Regions from separate parts of the Mus musculus genome. Here all the other regions are linked to region 6. The links are chromatin contacts, called in public HiCAR-type and promoter capture Hi-C maps. All regions are on one chromosome and are shown on one strand. The core of a region is the stretch at or near the end of the contact, and the rest is flanking DNA. Distances in the headings are between cores, read along the strand shown.

What was found. Promoter capture Hi-C pulls out the DNA fragments that hold promoters and counts their contacts. HiCAR-type assays count read pairs that join an accessible place to other places.
Region 1: a contact with region 6 is called in a promoter capture Hi-C map of pre-B cells, with 7 times the contacts expected there. The contact joins the promoter of Huwe1 here to the promoter of Ubqln2 in region 6. A contact is called at or near these places in 2 of 39 promoter capture datasets (cranial neural crest and pre-B cells).
Region 2: a contact with region 6 is called in a promoter capture Hi-C map of pre-B cells. The contact joins the promoter of Prdx4 here to the promoter of Ubqln2 in region 6. A contact is called at or near these places in 3 of 39 promoter capture datasets (cranial neural crest, erythroid cells and pre-B cells).
Region 3: a promoter capture Hi-C map of erythroid cells shows a contact between it and region 6, with 17 times the contacts expected there. The contact joins the promoter of Hsd17b10 here to the promoter of Ubqln2 in region 6. A contact is called at or near these places in 1 of 39 promoter capture datasets (erythroid cells) and 1 of 115 datasets of contacts at active chromatin or transcription factors (astrocytes).
Region 4: a promoter capture Hi-C map of pre-B cells shows a contact between it and region 6. The contact joins the promoter of Acot9 here to the promoter of Ubqln2 in region 6. A contact is called at or near these places in 3 of 39 promoter capture datasets (cranial neural crest, erythroid cells and pre-B cells).
Region 5: a HiCAR-type map of astrocytes shows a contact between it and region 6, with 2.3 times the contacts expected there. The contact joins the promoter of Sat1 here to the promoter of Ubqln2 in region 6. A contact is called at or near these places in 2 of 39 promoter capture datasets (cranial neural crest and pre-B cells) and 1 of 115 datasets of contacts at active chromatin or transcription factors (astrocytes).
Region 7: a promoter capture Hi-C map of erythroid cells shows a contact between it and region 6, with 36 times the contacts expected there. The contact joins the promoter of Phf8 here to the promoter of Ubqln2 in region 6. A contact is called at or near these places in 2 of 39 promoter capture datasets (erythroid cells and pre-B cells).

The regions. Positions count from the first base shown.
Region 1 is chrX:151,801,487-151,804,674 of GRCm38.p6, forward strand. It overlaps Huwe1 (HECT, UBA and WWE domain containing 1), which reads left to right and starts at 1,796. Exons shown (of 83, transcript NM_021523.4): 1 at 1,796-2,083.
Region 2 is chrX:155,336,643-155,339,943 of GRCm38.p6, forward strand. It overlaps Prdx4 (peroxiredoxin 4), which reads right to left and starts at 1,818. Exons shown (of 7, transcript NM_016764.5): 1 at 1,471-1,818. The coding sequence starts at 1,720.
Region 3 is chrX:152,000,395-152,003,683 of GRCm38.p6, forward strand. It overlaps Hsd17b10 (hydroxysteroid (17-beta) dehydrogenase 10), which reads left to right and starts at 1,502. Exons shown (of 6, transcript NM_016763.2): 1 at 1,502-1,540; 2 at 1,884-2,048; 3 at 2,967-3,131; 4 at 3,259-3,289. The coding sequence starts at 1,514.
Region 4 is chrX:155,260,677-155,263,793 of GRCm38.p6, forward strand. Acot9 (acyl-CoA thioesterase 9) reads left to right here and starts at 1,767. Exons shown (of 15, transcript NM_019736.4): 1 at 1,767-1,998. The coding sequence starts at 1,979.
Region 5 is chrX:155,215,141-155,218,512 of GRCm38.p6, forward strand. Sat1 (spermidine/spermine N1-acetyl transferase 1) reads right to left here and starts at 1,309. Exons shown (of 6, transcript NM_009121.4): 1 at 963-1,309; 2 at 645-696; 3 at 461-544. The coding sequence starts at 1,028.
Region 6 is chrX:153,496,324-153,499,495 of GRCm38.p6, forward strand. Ubqln2 (ubiquilin 2) reads left to right here and starts at 1,909. Exons shown (of 1, transcript NM_018798.2): 1 at 1,909-3,172. The coding sequence starts at 2,131.
Region 7 is chrX:151,519,267-151,522,729 of GRCm38.p6, forward strand. Phf8 (PHD finger protein 8) reads left to right here and starts at 1,406. Exons shown (of 22, transcript NM_001113354.1): 1 at 1,406-2,171; 2 at 3,122-3,310. The coding sequence starts at 3,213.

The DNA of each region.
Region 1 (3,188 bases), core at 546-3,045, 1.7 Mb before region 6:
CTGCAGGACACACATTCATTTTGTTTCATTGCATTAATTTTTAAAACTATTTTATGTATCTTAGTATATCACAGCATTCAATTGTGTCCCATTTTTACATAGCTATATTGTATGCTTGGACTACAGTTTATTTAACCGTTTCCTGATTGTTGTACACTAGCTTGTTTTCTTTGGGGGAGAGGGGGCTATTGCAAGTAATGAATGGGCTTGTGTATGTTTCGTGCACATGTACGAAGGTATTCCTGTAGGAGAAATTCTTCGAGAAGTAATAGCAGAATCAAAACGTGTATGTATTTCAAATCTTGATAGATTTATCTAAATCTCCTTCCCCAAAGGCCATAATAATTTACACTCTCCAACGTAGTACGATATTGCCTATTTTTCCATAGCTATGCCAACATGAATTGTTACTTATCTTTATATCTTTTCAGTTATACAGTAAAAAATCACATGTCGTTGCTTTCATTTTACTGCTGTTTGAGCATATTTTCATTTTTCTAATTACAAAAGTCAGTAGTTAAATATGAACAGTCTTGTATATAAGCAATAAACATTTTGAAATTTTAATACCAACCCCCCCACTCTAAATTTCAAGAAAAATAAAAATATCTGGAAGTAAACTATAAAACTTTCAGGAATACAATGGAAGAACGTTTGCATAAATGGAGAAGGAATATCAGGCTTCTGCATAGGAAGCCTCTATTCTGTAACGATATTCATTTTTCTATATTGATTCAAGCAGTTGATGCAATTCCAATAAATATACTAAGTTTTTGGAACTTGACGATTCTAAAGTTTATGAGGGGGGGATGGCTAAGAATAACCAAGAAAATGTTTTTAAAGATGGGGGTGCTTGTACAATTAAACTGTACTCTGAAGGAAGCATGTTTAAATTAGAATAGACAGAACAATGGATTAGAATGGAAAAGCTCACAAACGGGCCAGACTGGATCCCGATTTATTGGAGAAACATTGTTGGTTAGACATGCAAAAACTGCCATATTAAAATCTCCAAGCGCCTTTCTCCCCACCCCAAGCTTGAATTTGCTTTTGAGGGCAGACGCCTTTGTTTGGAGAAAACCACTTTATTGGGTCTTTTTTGTTATAAGGTAAGGAAAGCCTCAATATTTAAAACTGGTGACTCCGGAGGTAGAACTAATGATATGAGCTTTTAGTGAAAAGATGGATTCAGGTTAGCCTGCAGTGCGGCGAAGGAAGAAGTATGGATATTAGAGGTCTTTAGATTTTTCCCCCCATGTTTTGAGCACAAAAACTGGTGTGTCATTGTTTCCATTTGCATTTGTGTGTTTATTGTAAATTGAACATCTTTTATGCGTTAGTTAAGACTAGCACGTTATTCCTCGAGGCAGGTAACAATGGGAACCCATTCTTTTCGCTTTCGGAATGGAGTTTGGCTAATTGGTACAGCCCTGCTGGAAGCGTGAGAATAAACAGGTTGACTTTTTAAGCACTAGGCAGGCTCCAGACACCTAAATCGGGGGCGGAGGTAGTTTTCAAGACATGGCCGAGATTTGGCGCTGAGCTGTGTCATCGCGAGGTTTGGTAGCAAGCTCCGCAGTGGGTCGGAAACCTCGTGGTAAGCGAGATCCCTAAAGGACGAGAGCTTCCTCCCTTTCCCCGAAAAAACTCCCAGTCATTTTCACGAAGCTCCGCCTTTCTCCTTTTTAGGAGCGTGCACCTGGTCTCGCGAGATCTCATGTTTCCTAAAGGCGAGGCGCGGGCGGTCTCCTGCGGTGAATTACGAAGGTCTCGGCGAGGCTGAACGTAATATCGCGATAGTTCCTACGGCGCATGCGGGAGCCGGCGGCGGCATGCTGGCTCCGCCCCGTAGTGCTCCGTGAGGTTGTGCGTCATTTGCTTTTCGCTTCGCGTGGGGTGAGAGCGGAGCGGTGGCGATTTGGGGTTTGGTGGCAAGCGAGGGTTGGGACGGGCTGGGCTCAGTTTTTCCTGGTCCGGTGGAGGTTCTCCTGGGATCACGCGAAGGCGGCGGCCGAGGTTGGCTACTGAGTGCAGGAGCTGCGGAGGCGCGAGCAGCGTCTTCTGGTGCTGCCGTTCTTAGCCGGTGAGTTCTCGCGGGAGCAGGGTTACGTCCTCGTGGGGATTCGCCGGCGGTGGCGGAGATACCTTGGGGGTGGGGGGGCAGTGACTAGGGTCGGGCCGCCTGTTAAGATGGCGGCGGCGGCGGCTGCCTGTCTTGCTCTTACACGGTACCAAGGGGTTAGCTATCCGCGTTTGTGACGCTTCTCAGGTACCAGACGTTAAGGAGATGACGAATGGCGAAACGTCGTGGTGCCGGTAAATCCTTCCTGAGCTGAAGACCATCCTGTTTCTTACCGGTTAAAGCGACACCATTTCCCCCGGCCTCTGCCTCGTGTGGGCCTGCCTTTGCCCCACCAATCGCTCTTCGCCTCTGTTTTCGTCGTCGCAGTGGGCGGGTTGGGAAGTGCGGGAGGGAGTCCATAGTTCATTGGGTAGTGGGCTGGGGATTAGATTAAAAAGTGGGAGAGAGGGACGCACCTAAGATTGTTCTCATAATTATTGCGCGCTTGCTGCTTCTCAGCCCTTGCAGCGACCCATATGAAACCCCTAGTTTTTCTTGATCCGAGGTGGGCTCTGCTTCCCTGCTCCCGCGGCTTTCGGGCTAAGGTTTGAGAGGTCAATCTGTAGAGTCATTAGAGTACCTTCCCTTTCCCAAATTCTGTCTCCCTGTCAAATCGCTCAGCTACGTGAATATCGGGATGCATTATTAAGGGGAGAAGTTAAAAAAAATCCTATCACTCCTCCTCTGTAGTCCTAATTTAGAGCCTAGCCTGAATCATCTACCCTGTCCCATGTCCTTCCGTGGTGCTTTTGGCGCAGATGTTAAAAGAGCTTATCTTATTCCCTGCATTTACTCCATCTTTGTGGATGGATCAGCAGTAACCTTCCATTTTCCTAGGTCCTCTTGCTTGTTTATCCCTGACGCGGGGACAGCGTACTGATTTCTTCAACTTTGAATGTTTTGAGACCATACTTGGGCAGAACAATAAACGGGTCAGTGGTCGGATAATTGCAGTCTTAGTGGTCTCCTTCGTGCCCCCACTAGGTGAAACTTTGCCTTTCCAACCCCTTCCACGCTACAAGCTCTGGGACCCGCCCCCTTTCCCGCCTATGTTTCTGTAGTCTGC
Region 2 (3,301 bases), core at 568-3,067, 1.8 Mb after region 6:
TGTTCTGTCTCTCAAACTACAACCATTTTTTCCCAAACACAAATATGGATAAGGTTGCATTCTCATTTTTAACACTCATTGCATTGAGAAAAATGTATTATAATATTTTTCATTTTATTAGAATGATTCAAAAATAGCCTTAATTGTTCTACAATATCCCCTTTTATGAATACAAAAATCTCCTTTGGAATGTTTTTGTTTCTAACAGGAAGTGTATTTGAGTAAGCACATTTCAGAATATCTTCCTCATGCAAGTGTAGTCAATGAAACTTAGAAATATTTTTAAAGCAAATCTATCTTCCAATTCCAAAGTAGTTAACTTGTACTATGAAACTACAAATGTTTACGGAGGCAAATCGGCTTGGCTTTTTCATTTATGGCTTGTGGTAGCAACATCCCATTATCTTTAGAGGTTCATAACTGTGAAGTAGCCAGATGTGGTAGAGCACAATTGGAATCCAGCACTCTGCAAGCTGAAGGAGGAGGACTACAGAATTTGAAGCCATTTTGTCAGATCTGTCCAGTCCCCATGTCCAAAAAATTGACCCCAAAATGTTAAGTATAACTATTGTTTCACTGAATACTAGCACAGAATGTGCCACAACCACCAAAACTCAAACACACACTCACAGAATGCCAAATAATCCCTAGGAAAAGTGGGTTAGGGAAAAGCAAATAATATATGGTCTGTGTCTGTGTCCCCTGATCACTTTTTTGGCAATCTTAATATCCAGATGCAGCAGGCCTCAATTTTCTCACTATCTTCTTAGTCTGACGTGTCTTTTTCTGAGAGTGGCCACTAGCTTCAAACACTAGACAGAAAGACAAATAATGAAAAGCCCAATTGGCAGTACACAAGATTTACCACCAACCCAACTGTGCCTCTTCCGCCTCTTCCCCAGTTTCCCTCCAAAATACTCCATAAGACTTGTTTTTTTTTTTTTAAATAAACATCTATTAACTCTACAAAGTTTGGGGAGATGACTCTCAATAACAATCTTTATAAGCTAAGAGAAAAAAAGTTTGACCTCCTGACCATTTTGTTTAACCACTTTTCTGTTTAACCAAACTTTCTGTGAATCATTATTCAACTTATCAATGTACTTTCTTCCCTGGAAAAAAGAGATAGGACGGCTGCAGGCACTTTCGAATATGTAAGGAAGTATTTTAGTTTGCACAACATCCTCCACGACTGTAAGCCCGGGTCTAGAAACACCCCCATCTGCGGCTTTGGGGGTAACCGCTACCTCTCCCGAAATCTGTTCAGAGAAACCCATTTCTTTCTTCACACCAGGAACCCACCTCCAACCTCACACCCACAAAGGCATGGGGTGGACCGAGAACTCCCAGGCAGCCTTGGGGGGGGGGTGCGGCCCAACTCCAGCCCCACCCTTTTGTAGCATCCACAATTAGGGTCTAAGATTCCTCGAGTTCTACCTCCTCCACCCAAACTCGCAAGGCACCACCTACTCTTGGCTTTGCTTAGATGCAGGGAGTGATCCGCGACTGAAACCCGGGACGCCTCCCCGGGGTACACTTGTCCACCAGCGTAGAAGTGGCACTCATTTTCGCGGGTCCGGAACCGTTCATCACTCTCCAAGCCTTGCAGAGATTCGGTCCGCAACAGGAACAGCAGCAGCGGCGGCAGGAGCAACACCAGCTTTCGGGTCCAGCGACGGGACGCCGTGGTCCCGTCCAGCAGCTTGGACCGCGCCTCCATGACCAAGCAAGCGCGAAAACACGTCCCTCTGCTAAAGCACAGAGTCCCCTGCCGCCAGGCAGCCAGCTAAAACGGCGCGCTGGAGACCGCGCGACCAAGGGCGCGGCCTCGCGAGACTTGCTCCGCCCCACTCCGCCCCTCCGCCACGTGGGCGCAAGCTCCGCCCCCCCCAGTGGGCTTCTGCGCCTGCGTCAAAAGGAGAGCCAAGCTGAAGTGTTTTCCCAATTTAACAAAAGAAGTTTGCACGGGTGCCTAGTGACTGATCTCCAGAGCACTGACTGTCCCTGTCCTTGAAGGTGTACTTCCAAGTCCATCTCTGTAACAGAGCTTCCCTACCCCTCACATCATCCCCTCACAAGTTCACACTAACCTATGTGCCTGTGAAGGACTTAAAATGTAGACTTTTCGTGGTTATTTTGAGACAGGGTTTCTCTGTGTAGCCCTGGCTGCCCTGGAACTTGCTCTGTAGACCAAGCAGAGATCTACTTATCCCTGCCTCCCTGAGTGCTGGGGATTAAAGGCGTGTGCCACCACAATTTATACTTCTAATTAAGGTCACTTTCATGCATCTCATTTTGTTTTTGTTTTTGACAGATCATACTTGTATGCACTTACAGGGCACCATCTGAATGAATATAACATGGAATGTAGTCACCAACTCATTTACCTTTTTATGGGGAAACACCCAAAACAGTTATTTTGAAATATACTGGTTGACTATATTTGGCCTGTTGATTACTCTAGGTTTAGGAGGCTGGGGGCAGGGGGTGGGTGGGTTAGGCCATGGACACTACAAAATTGCTGAACTTAACAGACATGTATGTGTCCCCTGAACCTCCGGAGTGATTTGCCTGTACAGTGCCAGGACTCATCTTTTCAGCTCTTTTCAGTCCCAGAAAAACTTGAGAGCAAATAGCTAACCATTTATTTTCCTCCAACAGGCAAAAAGAAGTTTGGGGGAATTAATTTTGCTTCAAAGATTTGCTTTTCCAGTCAAGAGCTGTAAAGTTCGTAGTCACCCCTCATAGCACAGCATAACTACCCATTACCCATCGAGCCCTCTTCCTCTGCTGCCTTGCCTCTCCTACCTATGATACACTAGGGCATGCCCAGCCGCCCTTGAGTTATTGCCCCAGCGCCTAGGGGCTCAGTCCCACTTTAGCTTGTCAGACTGAATTGTGACGTCACCTGTCTGCTCCCTCAGCCCTAGTGCTGCCTTCATGAACTCCAAACCATAACTGATTTACACCCTGTTCATCCTGTTTTGAAAAATTACTATTTAAATTTTTTTTGTCTATATGTCTGTTCACTGCTTGTGTGCCTGCTATTCATAAAAGCCAGGGGAGGACATTGAAAGATCCCCTGGAACAGAAGTTACAGACAATTGAGAGCTGCCACGAGGGTGCTGGAAATCAAACCTTTGTCCTCTGGAAGAGCGTCCAGTGCTCTTAACTTCTGAGTCATCTTTCGAGCTCCCTAATCCCATCTTGAATATAAAACCTCTGACTATGGACCGTTATTATGTCTGCTCTCCCTTCCTCTACACGTTCGATCCGTTAATCCCTTCAAACCATACTTTCC
Region 3 (3,289 bases), core at 252-2,751, 1.5 Mb before region 6:
CTTCTGACTAGCCTAAGATTGGCTATGTAAACCAGCATGGCTTCAACATTTGCTATAGTTATCCTGCTTCTGCCTCCAGAACACAAGGGTCAAAGTTGCTGGGAACACTTCACATGACACTTGGATTGTGGTCTGGGACTGGTAGGATGTCTCAGTAGGTAAAGGTGTCATCACCAAGCCTAATGATCTGTTTGATTACCAAAACCCACACGATGGAAGGAGAGAATCAAATCCCATAGTTGCCCTTTTGACCCTACACAGTATACAAACACACACACACACACACACACACACACACACACACACACGAAGGAGGTGGTTAAAAAATAAAGACTTCTAATCTGGTGCTAAATCCTTTGATAAAGTAGTGACAATCAGTATACTTATACTGCTATCAGCAACCAAGAGTACTTGAGGGGTGTTTTCCTTGACAGGGAAGTAGATGGGAAAATACTTAACATAGAAAGGACATAATGCAGTTTTATAGGCAGAAAGTGTAGGCTCAGATTTGTGGACCTGAAGACTTTGAGACAAAATATGGATGGAAGACAGTTTAGATGTCCACCCTCAAGTTCCTAATTGACTGAAAGGTAGTCTAGGATAACCAGAGACCTGAGTTTTTAACAACATTTTCTAGATGAGGTCCAATCTACAATGTGTGATCTGGGCATTGAACATAGAAACGGAGCAAAGGATGAGCTGATTAGAGATGTCCTTGACTCTGAGTTTGCTTTCCAGAAGTACATGTTTCATAAGGCCCACTTCCTATCTCTAGTTCCTAGTGACATGCCCTGCCCCTGCATAAAAGTCTAATCCTGCCTGGCCGCTCTCTATCCTTGCTTCGACTTATTTATCTCTCTGTTGCCTGTCTGTATTTCAGAATCTTCTAGTCTTCTCAGCTATACATTCTGGAATCTGTACTTGGGCTGTTTGTAGCTCTATAGTAGAGTACTTGCTTAACCTCGGGGTTTGATTTCATCACTGAAAAAAAAAAAAAACAGCCTCTACGTCCCTTTAGTTGTCTATACTGTAATTTTATCTTTTCCTAAATGAACCGTGTCCTCTTTGGAAATATGGACCTTGTATTACACCCTGTGTATGCCCAGGACCTGGTACCACATAGGAATCGATTTCATTTACACTTGAAAGCTTTCCTGAGAAAGGGATTCAGTTTCTGAAGGGACTCAGTTTCTTCGCCCTGTCTTTCTCCGGTGGAGCTGTCTGTCTACCAAAAGATCTGCTAGAGAGCAGGATGAAGGAGTAATGATTTCAAGCTGGAGCCGCTAGGTTTTTCTACAAAGGATAGGTTCCTAACCCTGGGATCTAAACTTTTCCCTTTCCAAGGTCCGGGACAGCAGGCCACACCCCTATCTTCCCCACCCTCCTCTGCCGCAACTGCTCCCCGCCCCCGCGACAGCCGCTCCACCTAGTAGGCGGCTCTGCGTCGGCCAATCAGCGAGAGCATGTGCAAAAGGCACTAAAAGCCCTCCTCTGGTGGCGAGGCTTGTGCAAGATGGCTGCGGCAGTTCGGAGCGTGAAGGTAGACTGCTCTGTGCCTCTAACCTTTGTTTTTATGCAGGCTAGGACTGCGCGGGCAGGAACAAGAGAGGAGATATCGGTGCATGGAGAACGCGTGGTTTTGCGGTGGTTGGGCTCAATCGGTGAACAAGCAATGTTCAACTACATCTGTGTGTGAGGGGTCACAGAAAAAACATTCCTGGGATGAGACACGCCCCCGCCCCCCAAGTTTCGTCGCTGGGGGAGAGGAAGCACATTTAGGTCACTGACCGTCCCCGCTTCTTCTTCGCAGAACTCTAGAATTGGCAAATGAAAAGGTGGGGAGTGGTCTGGATAATAGCAGTTTACCTAGTACCTTTTCACAGGGCTTGGTCGCGGTAGTAACTGGAGGAGCCTCGGGCCTTGGCCTAGCTACGGCCAAAAGACTGGTGGGACAAGGGGCCACAGCTGTACTTCTGGATGTACCTGACTCAGAGGGTGAAGCCCAAGCCAAGAAGTTAGGAGAAAGCTGCATATTTGCCCCAGCAAATGTGAGTCGTGACTCTCCTCGTGCACGAGGAAACTTGGGGATTCCTTCCGTAAGAGTGGTATCTGGGGTCGGTCAGATGGCTTAGTGGTTAAAGGCACAGGATGCCATCCATGACACCCCCGTTTGATCCCTGGGAACCACATGGTATAAGGAAAGATCCAACTCTGACCTCCACACGTGTGCCCTGGCAGGAACATTCCTGCACACACACACACACACACACATAAACGGAAGGCGGGGGGGGGGGGGTGGGGGGTGGGGGGTGGGGTGGGGGGGAGCGGGGCGGGGCGGGACTCATTTCCTTTTAGCTTTGGACTGGAGTCTTGGATACTGTGAGAGCCCTGCAGTAAGAAAGCTAAAGCCGGGCTCAGCACTATGGGGATGAGAGGATTGGACACACCAGGATTTCCTGGAGAAGATATGTTCAGTTGGAATGCATATCTTGCCCAGACATTTTACATTTACAGAGTTAAAAAACTTCAACTCAGCAGGTAGGGATTTTTTTTTTCTTTTAATGCTAGGTCATGTTCCTGTTATTTTCAGAACTGATCGTATTGGAGTACAGCTTGGTGGCAGAGTTCTTGCCTAGCATGTGGGAGGCACCTGGGTTTAGTCATCAGTACTTGCAAGAGAAAAAAACCAGAAGTGTTTATAGTGCCCTGATCTGTATTAACTGAGAATAACCCGAGGCATATGAATCAAGAGAATACAGATTGGGAAATGTTTTGCAACACTCTTCTATAGTATCTACCATTTCCCCTTTCATCTTCATTTGTTTTATTACAACTCTTTCTTGCCCACCCCCCTTTGCTCACACAGTTCTGTTCCCACCCAAGATCTGGGTCTGTCTTCCTCTCCAGGTTTAGTGGTGTGTGTATGGTAGGAAAGAAATACCTCTCCTTCATCTCTTCCTGTCTAGGTGACCTCTGAGAAGGAGATACAAGCAGCTTTGACTCTAGCAAAAGAAAAGTTTGGCCGTATAGATGTGGCTGTCAACTGTGCAGGTATTGCAGTGGCCATTAAGACATACCACCAAAAGAAGAACAAGATCCATACTTTGGAGGACTTCCAGCGGGTTATCAATGTAAGGCCTTGGCAGATCTCCACGGGGAGGATAAAGGGGGTGTGGCAGTGAATATTCCCAAAGCGTGTAAGGAAACAAAAGGCAGCCTCTGTCCTAGATCCTACATCATGGTTCTACCATCCTCCAGGTGAATCTTATAGGCACTTTCAATGTGATCC
Region 4 (3,117 bases), core at 517-3,016, 1.8 Mb after region 6:
TCTCTAGTCTATGAAACCATAGCATAAATTAGCTTGAAAGCCGATGACATAAACTCCCAGGAAAATTCTTTATTTAAATCAGATATCCAGAATCTCTATTAGCAGAAGGGATTATGTTTATTAATACTTTTCATTCATACTTCATGGGTGAACTGTAACATAGTATAACATTTAGCTAGTTCAATGTTCTACTTGTAGTGAAGACAGTGAAAATGCATTCGTTAATCTATCATTAGGCATTTTACATTTTTCATTATATGTGGAACACAAGTAAGAAAATGGTGAGTTGGCAGATCACTTGTGTAAGGACAGTGAATTTCATCATGGCATAATTGTTGCATGTTTTCTCCACAGTTACATGTTTTCTATCTGGCTTTGTGACTTACTTTGCCTTCTATCCATGCTTTCCAAACGGTGATACATCTTAAATGTCTTACAATGGCAACAAGAACAACGATGAGACATAGGGGTTGCTAAGACATTAAAAGAATAATACAACACATTTATTTTTATGTGTATTAGTCTTTGCTTGCTTGCATGTATGTATGTATGTATACTATGTGTATGGCCTGGTACCTGCAGAGGCCAGAGGAGGCCAACTGATCCTCCTGAAAGTGGTTGGAGCTGGCACATGGGTACTGGGAACGGAACCCTGCTCCCCTGCAAGAACAAGTGTGCTAACTAATCTTTCTAGCCTGGTTAAAGGACTAAGCTAGAGACACACATGAATGCTAGGTGGCTGATTTTAATAGGGCTTTCCTGACTTTAGAACTAATATTAGCTAAGTAGTGAGACATTTCTCACTTTAGATATTATCTTCAGTGGAGTCTATGGGGTTCATTGCTCAGGACTTATTTTCTAAGAAAATGCTTTGGAGTCTCATGAAGGGTCACTTAAGTAAACTTGTATAATTAGTAGATTGTGACTCAGCACCTGGCCATGTGTCTGAGTGAGGGAATTCCTCGGAGGTAAATTAGACCTTCTCATAATTGATGAGTCTAGGAATGTGCCATCATGCCTAATTCTGAAAACTTCCTTTCTTCTGTCCTTTTTCTCCTTTTTTGGAATTGGGACTTGAACCCAGGGACTCTGGCATGCTAGGCATACACACTCTGCCACTTAGCTCTATCCCTCAATCCTTTTTTTTTTTAACCTTTCATTTTGAGATTGGAGCGCAGTAAACTGCACAGGTTGGCCTAGAACTTTGTAATCAGGCAGGTCTTGAATTTGTGATCTCCCAGACTCAGCTTCCTGGGTTGCTTGGATAACAAGAATGGGCCTCCCTTGAAATTCTCTTCAACTTAATTTTTCTTACTAAGCTTCATCTTTTTAAAAACCAAAACGTCAAATAAAAACAGGGACACTATTTCTTACGGCCTAAACCTCACTTCAGCCCTGGTTGGCCTCTAAGTGGTAGCAATTCTCTTGCCTCAGTCTTCCTACTTCTGGGAAAATAAGCAGGGTACCCATATTTTGAAAAGCTGCTCATATGATGCCAAGGGCAAGAACTACAGACTGGGAGTAAAGGTTCAAGTGTCAAAAATAAAAGAGTTCTACCAAGGTGGAGGAACGAGGTGCTTTGCTGAGTGGTTCATTTACTTAACAATGGAGGGAAGAGCCCTGCTTATAAATAAGTCTCCGACCCCACCTAGCTGATTGAGTGGGAAATTCCATTGTCTCGGTCTCCAGTCTCCAGCTGCAGACCAATCAAATAGCAGGACCCGCCATTCTCTACGCAGAAGTCCCGCCCCCTGGCGGCACAGCCCTACCCCGGGCAGCGCAGCCCCGCCCTTCCTGCAGTGAGGCCCTCCCTATCCCGGGCCCTCTTGTGGCGTCACCTAGAAGGTGGGAACCAAGATTCAGTCCGGCGCGGTTGCCGGTGTTTGGAGGTGTCCTCACGCTCACGCTCTTCTGCTACCGGTTTGTCTCTACCCGGGAGGACCTTGGTTGTCCACCCGTGGGTAGGCAGTGGAGTGCCATGAAGCGGGCAGCGATACGGTAGGTGGCAGGGCGTGGAAGGGCGCTGCCCCGGAGTGCCCACGCCTTCCCCTTTGAGGCTCGGAGCCTAGCGGGGCGGAAGAAGCCGCGGGTGGGATGGGGGTGGTGGATATTTGGCTTGGGAGGAAAAGGCACCCAGTGCCAGACCCCGTCCTCCGGCCTACCCTGGAAAAATGCCACCACCCTACTTTAGCGACAGCTGACACTTTTAAAAGGGAAGACGTTGGGTGTTCCCTTGAAATTCCTATCCTTTTGCTCACCAGGGGTGTGGCTGGAATCTTGGTGTAGCCCCTTTTTTCAAAAGCCAGTACTTTCAGTTCTGCCTTGCCTTGCGAGCACTTTTCTCTTAAAAAAAAAAAAAACATTTTGGGGGTTAAGTGCATGACACACTTGGAATCTGTCTTAAGTATGTTATCATACTTGTAAAGACTGTAGAGACCATTTGGCTCTCTTAAGCTGATTCATCTGTTTGGTTTAATTTTATTTAGATCTATTTTTTATTATTTTATGTATGAACATTTCTCTTGCATGTGTGTCTGTGTCCCACATGCCTGCCTGGTGCTTGAGAAGGTGGTGAGCCTCCATCTGGGTGCTGGGAATCAGGTCTTTTTGCAACAAGTGCTCTTAACCACTGAGCCAACTCTCCAACCCCTTGTTTGTTAATTTACTCTTTTTTTTTTTTTTCTGAGACAGGGTTTCTCTGTGAATCTTTGGCTCTCCTGGAATTCACTGTATGTAGACCCAACTCATCTCAAAATCAGAGATCTGCCTGCCTCTGCCTCCCCAGTGCTGGGATTAAACACATATCAACATCCTGTTTGTTTTTGAGATAGAATTTACTGTGTAACCTTGGCTGGCCTAAAGTTGGCTATCTATATATATCGATATCTATCTCTTTCTTTATCTATATCATCAACCAGACTGGCCTCGAACTCACCATATATCTACCGTCCTATGCTTCTCCAGTGCTGGCCTGAAGAGCTTGAGCCACCACTTCCAGCTCTTATCTGTATATTTATTTATTGCTTTGAGATCTCTAGCCAAGAAACCAGGTAATACTAGCAGGCCTCGGACCCATGTCAAGTCTGTCAGGTTTCAACTTTTCTAGTGCTGGGATTT
Region 5 (3,372 bases), core at 59-2,558, 1.7 Mb after region 6:
ACTTTATTGTGTAAAGGGTCTTTTAGTTACCTCCCCGCCCATCCATGTACACAGAAGGGCCATGTACATGGCGAAGCTAGAGACTGTAACCTGAAGATTGGGACAAATTAAAGAAAAAAATGTGATTTAACACAATTACAAAAAAAAAAAAAGTTAGGTTAGGGTCAAACAAAAACCATTTTATGAAACGGAATTACAACAAATGACATTATAACTAACTTTTCCGGGTTTCTACAGAACTTTGATACTTGCTCAAACAGCTCTCTCATAACCCGCCCTATTAGAAAGTACACTACACATATATTTTTTTTCCTCAGTCATTTGCACACTGGCTGGTTGTTATTTCCAGCCAGCTCCTCAGTAACCTCTGCCCGCGTAGTCACGGGTTCTGCCCAGTAGGCTCTACGGGTTTGATATAACATTAGTTCTCTCTGGCTTCTCGACAGGGATCAGGGGTTACCTTCAGGGGTCCAGTGCTCTTTAGGCACTTCTGCAACCAGGCAGTGGTAGAAGGGGTGTTCTCCAAAGCCATCCTCTTGGAGATCTGTAAGACAGGGGAGGCAGAGACAGTGAGAGTTGACCTTTGGAGGTGCCAGGAAACAGATATTACCCGCCCCTCCCCCTCCCCCGCCACGCCTTGTTACCTTTCTCAGTTAAAATGACTTGATCTTCCATGTATTCATATTTAGCCAGTTCCTGGGGACGACATATAAAGAAAAGGACAATGAAACTCCTGGCCAGCCTAGCCAGCTCACGGGAAGAGAAATGGGGCAGGCAGGGTAGAGCGGTGACTGAGTCCTGCCTGGCGCCGAACAGCCGAGCCTGACCCGGGCTGGGGTTGGCAGGCCAAGAAGGCGGAATTTACTGGCCTGGCTGCGTCTCAGAACTGCAGATGAGGATTTCCCCGGTCAACAGAGCCTCCCCTACCCTCTGCCCTAGGGAGAGCCCGGACTTTTACCTACCTTGATCAGTCGCAGGATGTCACTGCAGTCAGAGGCAGTGGCTGGACGGATCTTAAATTTAGCCATTTTCGTCTTTTGCTTTTCTTCCCTTTGCGCACCAGGCCCCTGTACTTGAACAGCAGGAGGAGGTGGTTCCTCATTCGTTTCCCGGGAGCGTCCTCTTCTCAGTCAGGCTGGCACCATGACCCGGCGAACCTCAGTATAAGACAGAAAACTGGCAAACTTACTTCGGGGAAACTGCGCAGCTAAGAAGTGGCAAGACGGTGCCTTTTAAGTCCGCAGAAGCTCCTCCCTGGACGGGGAGCCGGAGAGATCGCGACCAGTAAGGATGAAAGCCCGCCGAAGCACCGCCCTCTGTTCCAGACACTGCCCTCTTCCGGGCTCTCTCGTGACACCCATGGCGCAAACCCGGAGGGCGGGGTAGGGCGAGGCGCGCTGCTGCCTTTCTAGCCTCATGTCCTCTAGCGGCGCCTTGCGGATCCTTGCCGGAAGCATATGAATGCCAGCTTGTCCCCTGGTAACCTTCCTAAATAGAACATGTGGATTGCCTCTGTGACCCCGACATTGCCGAGAAAAGCAAACTCAGGAAGCCCAGCTTTAGGGTATGACAGAAAGATGAGAGCAGCAGCCATTCTCAAAGTGTCGTCTGGAGGCATAATTTCCTTTCCTCTCTAGTAATTTTCCACAGGCAGTTCATTGAGATGTGGTGATGTCACCATTTTCATGACTAAAGAAAGGTGTGGGTTTGAATCTTGTTTTAATTTTGAGACAGGGTCTCTCTATGTAGTCTTGACTATCCTGGAACTCACTATGTCACAACAGGCTGTCCTAGAATTCACAAATCACATAGATCTGCCTGCCTCAGTCTGCCCAGTGTTAGGATTAAACATGTTCACCACAGCCTGCTATTCTTGTATGTTCTAAGGTCAGTTCTTAGGATCCCTCGATTGCTTTCCTTCTAGCTTAGTGGTTCTCAACCTGTAGGTCACAACCCCTTTGGGGTCATATATCACATAGCCTGTATATCAGACATTTACATTACAATTCATAACAATATAACAGCAGCAAAATTACAGTTAAAAAGTAGAAACAAAATAATTTTATGGTTGAGAGTAATCCACAACATGAGAAACTGTATTAAATGGTTGCATTATAACGAAGGTTGAGAACCAGTGTTGCAATGGCTAAATTTAAAATGTTATCTTTCCTTCCTTCCTTCCTTCCTTCCTTCCTTCCTTCCTTCCTTCCTTCCATTTATGTATTTATTTTTTGAGACAAGATTTCTCTGAGTAGCCTTGTCTGTCTTGGAACTCTGTACACCAGGCTGGCCTGGAACTCAGAGATCCTCCTGCCTCTGCCCCCCACCACCTGGCAACATTTTCTTTCTTACTCCTCCCGCTTTCCTTCTTAAATATCTGTTCTTCCTTGTGGACTTTCCTTCTGAAGGAGAGAAACACTTGATAATTCGCTTTAATGATGTATGCCATCTTACATTATTGAAGAGTTGATTTCACTGCTTATAGATTTTGAGGTCTGGAAGTTTTCTTTCTACACACTTATATCTGACCGTCTCTCAGCTTTCTTTGCTATTGAAAGCTGTTGTTGTCCTTACTTGCTCCAGTCCATGCACTTCTTTTGTTTCCTTTAACTTTGTTTGTTTGTTTTCGAGACAGGGTTTCTCTGTGTAGCCCTGGCTCCTTTAACTTTTTATTTTGAAATAATTCTAAACCTACTGAACATGTCACGATATCATTACTCTAATGATTACAGGGATGTCTGGCTCTGTGTTGTTTTCTATCATTTTTTGTTGTTGTTGTTTTTGAGACACGGTTCCTCTGTATAGCCTTGGCTGTCCTGGAACTCACTCTGTAGACCAGGCTGGCCTTGAACTCAGAAATCTGCCTGCCTGTGCCTCCCGAGTGCTGGGATTAAAGGCGTGTGCCACCACGCCCGGAGTTTTCTATCATTTTTAAAGGTAAGAAAACTTGAGACCAACATGTTTGGGAACAGTTGGGTTTGCCTATTCCTGGTCATACCCAGTGGAACAAGTAAGTATTCATGTCTCTGGGGAGTGACCTTTCTTTTACTATGGGCTTTCCTGGACAGATCTGTTGAGTACCCTGCTACCATTGCCTTGCCTGGATTCCATAATCAGTCAGAAGAGGTTTTTTTTTTTTTTTTTCAATAATGAGATAAAGCATCAGATGATCTTCAACATCTGGTCTGTACAGTGAGGGGTTAGACTAGTACCAGATGGCCACTCCTAATATTTAGTAAGTGACTTTGCCTTTATTAACGAGTAATATCCTGTATGAAGAAATGAAAGAAGAACAGCATTTTCTGTTACCCCTCCCACTCTCCCATGACTCAATGCGTTTGTGAGTCACTATGAGAGCTTATGCAATGTTTT
Region 6 (3,172 bases), core at 659-3,158:
TCCATTTAGTCATTGTGTAGAATCCTGTACCATTTCCTCTTCCTTGTGACTAGATGTTTAGAATGACTGCCTCTTGTACATTTATTTTCTGTTAATTTTTCTTTCAGTACTAGGAATTGAACCCAGGGTCTCTTCACACACAGTACGCATGTGCTCCATCAGTGAGCAGCAGCCCAGCCCTTCTAGCTAATAGAATATTTTATATACATATGTACATATGTTTTAAATACCATAGATATTTACATTTGATGTGTGTCAGTTAATTATGTTTTGATATGTATTTAAAGCAAGTATACTTTTCATTGTACATTATATCTATATGAGCTCTTGCATATATAATGATTTTTGTACTAGTCATGGGTATAATGGCCCTGTATTTTGTTTTACACTGAGATTTATTAAGGTACTGTGACGTAATGATTTTGAAATGCTGTTAAATCATCTCTAGGTTTTTGTATGGGAAAAGGATTTTCTGTGTTCAAAGCAAGAGAAATAAATGATTTCAGAATAATTTCTTCTATAATTCAGGTTTTCTATAACAGTAATACTCCATTTTTTGTTTTCTTTATTTAATCCATAATGATTATGTTAATTTCTGCCACGACTATTGTGTGCCTGTCAATTTTTACCTTTACTCTTGTCTGAAAATAATATTTGTAGTTTTTAAAAATCATAAACGCAATGCATATTTATTCATCAAATTCACAATCTTATAAAAATAGAAAATAAGAATTATTTACAATTTCAGCTCTTACTAATAATTACCTTTATCATAATGGAGTATAGCCTTTCAGATTTTTTTCACACATACAGTCTACAAGCTTTTTGATGCTGACACCTACACACATGTATTGTTTCCATTTGTTAAGAAAACCATAAAAAATAACCCCAAATATCGTCTATTATTTTCTCCTAACTACAGTGCATTTAATGTATTTTTTAGAGACATGTAATACTACATGAATTAGCCACCATCTTTTAGACACAGGGATTATTTTATTGTATGGCAAAATCATAGTATTCCTGTCACAGACCCATTTAACTAGCTAAACGCTATTTTTTAAAATGCCACGTTGTTTATATATACTTTTCGAATTGATTATTAGGTCTTTCTAAACAAAGGTGCAAATCCTTAAAATGTCCATTTGTATTTTCAAACTGCCCCATTACAACAATTCATACTACGACTAGCATGAGAGTGCATTTTCTCGGCTCCTGGTCAACAAGGTTTAACGTTCTTTTTTTTTTTTTTATCGCTGCCAATATGATAAACCCGAAGGAAAAATCTCATTGTGTTTATTTGAATCCCTTTGATTAGGAGCGAGCCTCATCTTTTCAGAAGCCTGTTGGCCGTTTCTCGGCTTCTTTTGTAAAATGCTCGCTCCCGCCATGCCTTCCCTTCCCCCAACCGGGCGCTCATTCTCCCTTTTTGCTTTGTCAGAGTTCTTTACTATTCATTTTTCGTCCTTTGCCTGGGATCGGTTCAATTCAGGCTTTCATCCTTTCACTGCCTCCCAGATTGCGAACCCACATTCTCCATTGGTCTTTCAGTGGCTGCTAAAGAAGCTGCCTCCCTCTTCCTCCTCCTGGCCTCCTCCCTTCCCCCCTCGCCTCGCCCGCCTCGCCTTGGTCCCCTGGCTTTTCTCTCCAGCCTCCTTCCTTTTCCTTCTCTTCCCCCCTCTCTTTGTTTATTTCTCCCTCCCTCTCCCTCTCCCTCCCTCCGCCCCCCCTCCTCTGCAGGGCAGGAGTTTTGCGCTCGGCCGCGAGACGCTCGCTGGGCTGGCGCCGCGTCAGCAGGGGGCGGGGCGCGGCCGGGGGCGGGGCGGGGCGGGGCGGGGCGGGAGCGCGGGCGCCGCAGCTGCAGGAGTCGCTGGGAGTGCGCGCGGGCAGATCACAAGGCGGCGGCAGCGGAGACGGCCTGCAGGACCTGCTCTCTCAGCCCTCAGCCGAGGCCTACGCCGAGCCGAGTGCGCAGCCGACGACCGGGAGGAGCCGCAGCCTTCAACTCTGAGGTACTGTGATCCGCGCTGCCCGCCGGGCCGCCCCAGTCCGCTGCTGCGGCACCTCCTTCCCTCGCGCCCTCTTCGCTCGCCAGCGCCTTCCCTGTGAGCCTGCGTCACCGCGGCCGCCATGGCTGAGAACGGCGAGAGCAGCGGCCCCCCGCGCCCCTCCCGCGGCCCTGCGGCGGCCCCAGGCGCGGCCAGCCCGCCGGCCGAGCCCAAAATCATCAAAGTCACTGTGAAGACCCCCAAAGAGAAGGAGGAGTTCGCGGTGCCCGAGAACAGCACCGTGCAGCAGTTCAAGGAAGCGATTTCCAAACGCTTCAAATCGCAGACCGATCAGCTCGTGCTGATTTTCGCCGGAAAGATCCTGAAAGATCAAGATACCTTGATGCAGCATGGCATCCATGATGGACTGACTGTTCACCTGGTTATCAAAAGCCAGAACCGTCCGCAGGGCCAGGCCACCACGCAGCCCAGCACGACTGCGGGAACGAGCACGACGACCACGACCACCACCACGGCGGCGGCGCCGGCGGCGACGACATCATCGGCTCCCAGGAGTAGCTCCACACCTACCACCACGAATAGCAGCTCCTTTGGGCTGGGAAGCCTTTCCAGCCTTAGTAACCTGGGCTTGAACTCGCCCAACTTCACCGAGCTTCAGAACCAGATGCAGCAGCAGCTCCTGGCCAGCCCTGAGATGATGATCCAGATCATGGAAAATCCCTTTGTTCAGAGCATGCTTTCGAATCCTGATCTGATGAGGCAGCTCATCATGGCCAATCCACAGATGCAACAATTGATCCAGAGAAACCCAGAAATCAGCCACCTACTGAACAACCCAGATATAATGAGGCAGACGCTGGAAATCGCCAGGAATCCTGCCATGATGCAAGAGATGATGCGAAATCAAGACCTGGCTCTCAGTAATCTCGAAAGCATCCCAGGTGGCTACAATGCTCTGCGGCGCATGTACACTGACATTCAAGAACCTATGCTGAATGCCGCACAGGAGCAGTTTGGGGGCAACCCGTTTGCCACGGTGGGGAGCAGTTCCACCTCAGGGGAAGGTACTCAGCCCTCCCGCACGGAGAATCGTGATCCGCTGCCCAATCCTTGGGCACCACCGCCAACAACCCAGACGGCTGCGACCACCACCACCACCACGA
Region 7 (3,463 bases), core at 156-2,655, 2.0 Mb before region 6:
ACCAACTGAGCTGTATTGAGGGCCTTAGCAAATCTTTATATATCCTCTTAGACTCCCTGCAGCATAGCTTACAACAGCAAGCAGCCCATGAGGCTTAGCTTATTTTACTCTTCATTTTCTTTCCTCCCTTTTTCCTTTCTTGTTAAAGTTGTCACTCTCTTGCCCCATTCTCTCAGATGGTTTTTAAAGAGTTCTCCACCAGATAATAATCACAGCACTCAAGAAGCCGAGGCTGAGGTGGAAAGGAAAGGAGAAATGAGGAAACAAGAAGAGGGAAATTATTTTTCTCTGACAAGGACACTTTTGTCCCTGTATATGTTTGCCAGAAAACTGTTTTACACATATTCTTTTTTTCCACGCCACTCTTCCTCTTTTGGTAAGAAAATATTTTTTTCTAAAATTTCTTTATTTTTATGTTATGTGCTTTGGTGTTTTACCTGCATGTGTGTCTTATGTGAGGGTGCCAGGCCCCCTGTTACAGACAGCTGTGAGCTGCCATGTGGGTGTTGGGAATTGAACTAGGTCCTCTGGAAGAGCAGCCAGTGCTTCTAACCTCTGAGCCATCTCTCCAGTTCCAGAAAACAACTTTTAATACAGTTTATTCTATAAAGTAATGAGATCCTGCAAGAAAGTGATACAGCAAGAGAACTAGGGATATTTCATTAATGTCTGAAGAAAAAACAAAATCAAACAGTGCCACCTTAAAGCAGTCAGAAAATCCTGGTACAGATATATGGAAAGCCGTGAACTGATTTTTGCTTCTCATGGAATTGAACCTGCATGGTTCATGACAGAGACCCTGGGAAGAGCCTGCTGGGGGAAAGAGGTTTTTTTGTTTTATTTTGTTTTTTTTAATTCCCAGGCTCTCAGATCACTTTCCTTCTCTAAACCTGTTTCTTCATTTGGTGATAATCGCAGTTTTTTTCCTCTCACAGAGTGAAAGATTAAATGATAACTCCAACCGTGGGAAAAGGACCTCGTCCACTATCAGGGCTCAATGGACAGGAGCCTATCCCCCAAGGCTGAAACCCGCCCCCGCAGCCCTATGTAACACTTCTGCCGCCCGGAGCCACGGACCTCACCTCCTCTCGGAGGAGGAGACTAGCGAGGGGCGGCGAGTGCTAGGGGGGCGGGCGGAGGAAGGTGCGGGTTTGGCTTTTTTTTTTCCAACTCCGTGTTTACCCGGGGTTACGGAAGACTTACGCTCCAGGCCCCACTCAAAATGGAGCCAAACTACCGCCTCGCCTAAGATGGCGGCTCCTCCGCCTATCAGCTCAAGGTCTTATGCGCCATTGGGCCACCTAGACGAGGCGCAACATCCTAGGCTCCCTCAAGGTGTCGCCCCGCCCCATGACGTCACGCAAGAGCCGCCGGCTTGACGTGCCGGGCTCCACCTTCACCTCCCGTGCCCGAGCCTCGTAAGATGGCGGCGGGCTCGTCTCTTTCCCAGAACGCCGCCACTCTCAATATGGTAGCTGTTTACCATATCTCTCCACCCCTCTCCGCCTCAACTGCCTCGCGATTTTGAATAAACTTTATTGATTGCTTTGAATCTCCTACAACCCCCCGAGAGTGGCTTCTCCCGGCGACCTCTCCGGCGGTCTTTCTCCAGCCGCCGCAAGCCTGTCTCGCGAAGGGGGCAGCGACAAAGCCACTTGCCAGTGCGCCCGGCGGCCCCGACCCCGACCCCCAGCCCCGGCTGAGACCTCGGTCTCTAGAAGGCTCTGAGGGCCAGACGGTGGGAGGGCTGAGGTGGACACTGCCCGAAAGCCCCGTCAGAGCCCGGGCACTGCGTGACGCGGCATGTGGTTTCTAGGAGAAGGCAAGTCAGCTTCACAGTTTGGCAGCGGCAATCCCAGCATTCAGCGCGCGCCGCCTCGGGCCGGAACTGCCCGGCCAGCCTGTGCTTAGCGCAGAGCTGGGTTGCCCCGGAGCGAGCCCAGCGGCAGGCGAGTCTCTGGGGCTGAGCTCTGTTCCCTGAGGACTTGCCCCCTGCAGCCTCGGGCATGAAGAGAGCTCTGTAGCGTTTGGGACCGTGGACATTTTTTATCAGGTTTGGGGCATAAAAAAGGTTCCTGTCAGTGTGTGTGTGGGGAGGCGTAGAGAGCTCCTCGTAAGTTTTGGGGGCTGCAAGCAAGCTGCGTTCTAATTTAAGACGAGACGTCTGTCAGGTGAGGGGTCCAGCCGAACCCTCGGCGGTCGGAGGGGATTGCAAGGCAATGCCTGCCATTTGGAGCTGTGGAGGGGAAAACAAATTCTTCGCTTAGTTTCGCGGCGGCGAGGAGATTCTAGTGGGTTTCCTGGGGCTTCGAAGAGATCCTTTTCAGTGTCAGGGGGGGAGATGAGCTCCCTGTCAGCTTTGGAGTGGAGGACGAAATTGCGGTTTATTTCATTTTGGAGCAGAATGAGACTCCTTACTGCTCGGGAGGGAATGATACTGAGAATGACGAAAAGGATCATTTAAACTCTCCCAACGCGATCCCAGGACTGTGATTTGAGTTGGGTGCCTAGTCTTGTTTGTCTTGTTCCCGAAGGCTTTGGGGGGTGGGGTGGGGGGGCGTAATTCGGAATAACCTGCGGAGACCTTCAGGGATTTCCGCATCTCTGCTTCTTCCTATTTTGGGGGGCTAGACAGGGTCTCTGGTCTCTCCCTCAGCTTCCCTCTTCCCAGCCTCATCCTTTATGCCGCGGTTTGCGTCATAATAAAGGGAGCTGAGAGTCCTGGGAAGCAAGAGGGCAGTGAAGAGAGGGGGTTCAGTGAGGGATTAAATAAGCTTCCCGAAAGCTTTCAGATATTTACATGAAACCCGGAAAGAAGTTGTCACTGACTTCAGGGCCAAAGAAGGTAGGGGTCTGGGGGAGGCGTTTGGAAGGCAGGGCAGAGCAGATAGCAGAACGTTCTTGCTGTTCTTTCCAAGTGAAAGAAATCCTGAAGGGTGGGTGGACTTTCTCCACTTAACTCCTGCACTCTCACCAGCTGTGTTGAGTCCTGGCTCGGTTACTCCCTTTTTCAGAACTGGAGGTTGGTACCCAGGGGGTGGGGTGGGGGCGGAGACACGGAACGATTTGGAAACCCGGGGCCGGAGGAGTCACTTGGTAAAGAAGTGTTGTTTGTGTCTAGCCATCGTCTAGAGAAGGCGCTTGTTGCTGCCTTCAGACCCAGTAAAGCTTCAAAACTGGCACGGCGCAAAACGATCCAACCCCCTGTGAAGATGGCCTCGGTGCCTGTGTATTGCCTCTGTCGACTGCCTTATGATGTGACCCGCTTCATGATCGAGTGTGACATGTGCCAGGACTGGTTTCACGGCAGGTAAGAAGGGCAGGCCAGGCTGGTCAGGGAGCATTGGCCAGGTGTGTTGTTTTCACTTGCTCTCTCCTCCTCTCAGCCCTGTTTTCTACCTACTGCTCAGAAACTAGCCCCTCCGTCAATTTACTAGACCTAGGTTTTTCTATCGCTCCTTGC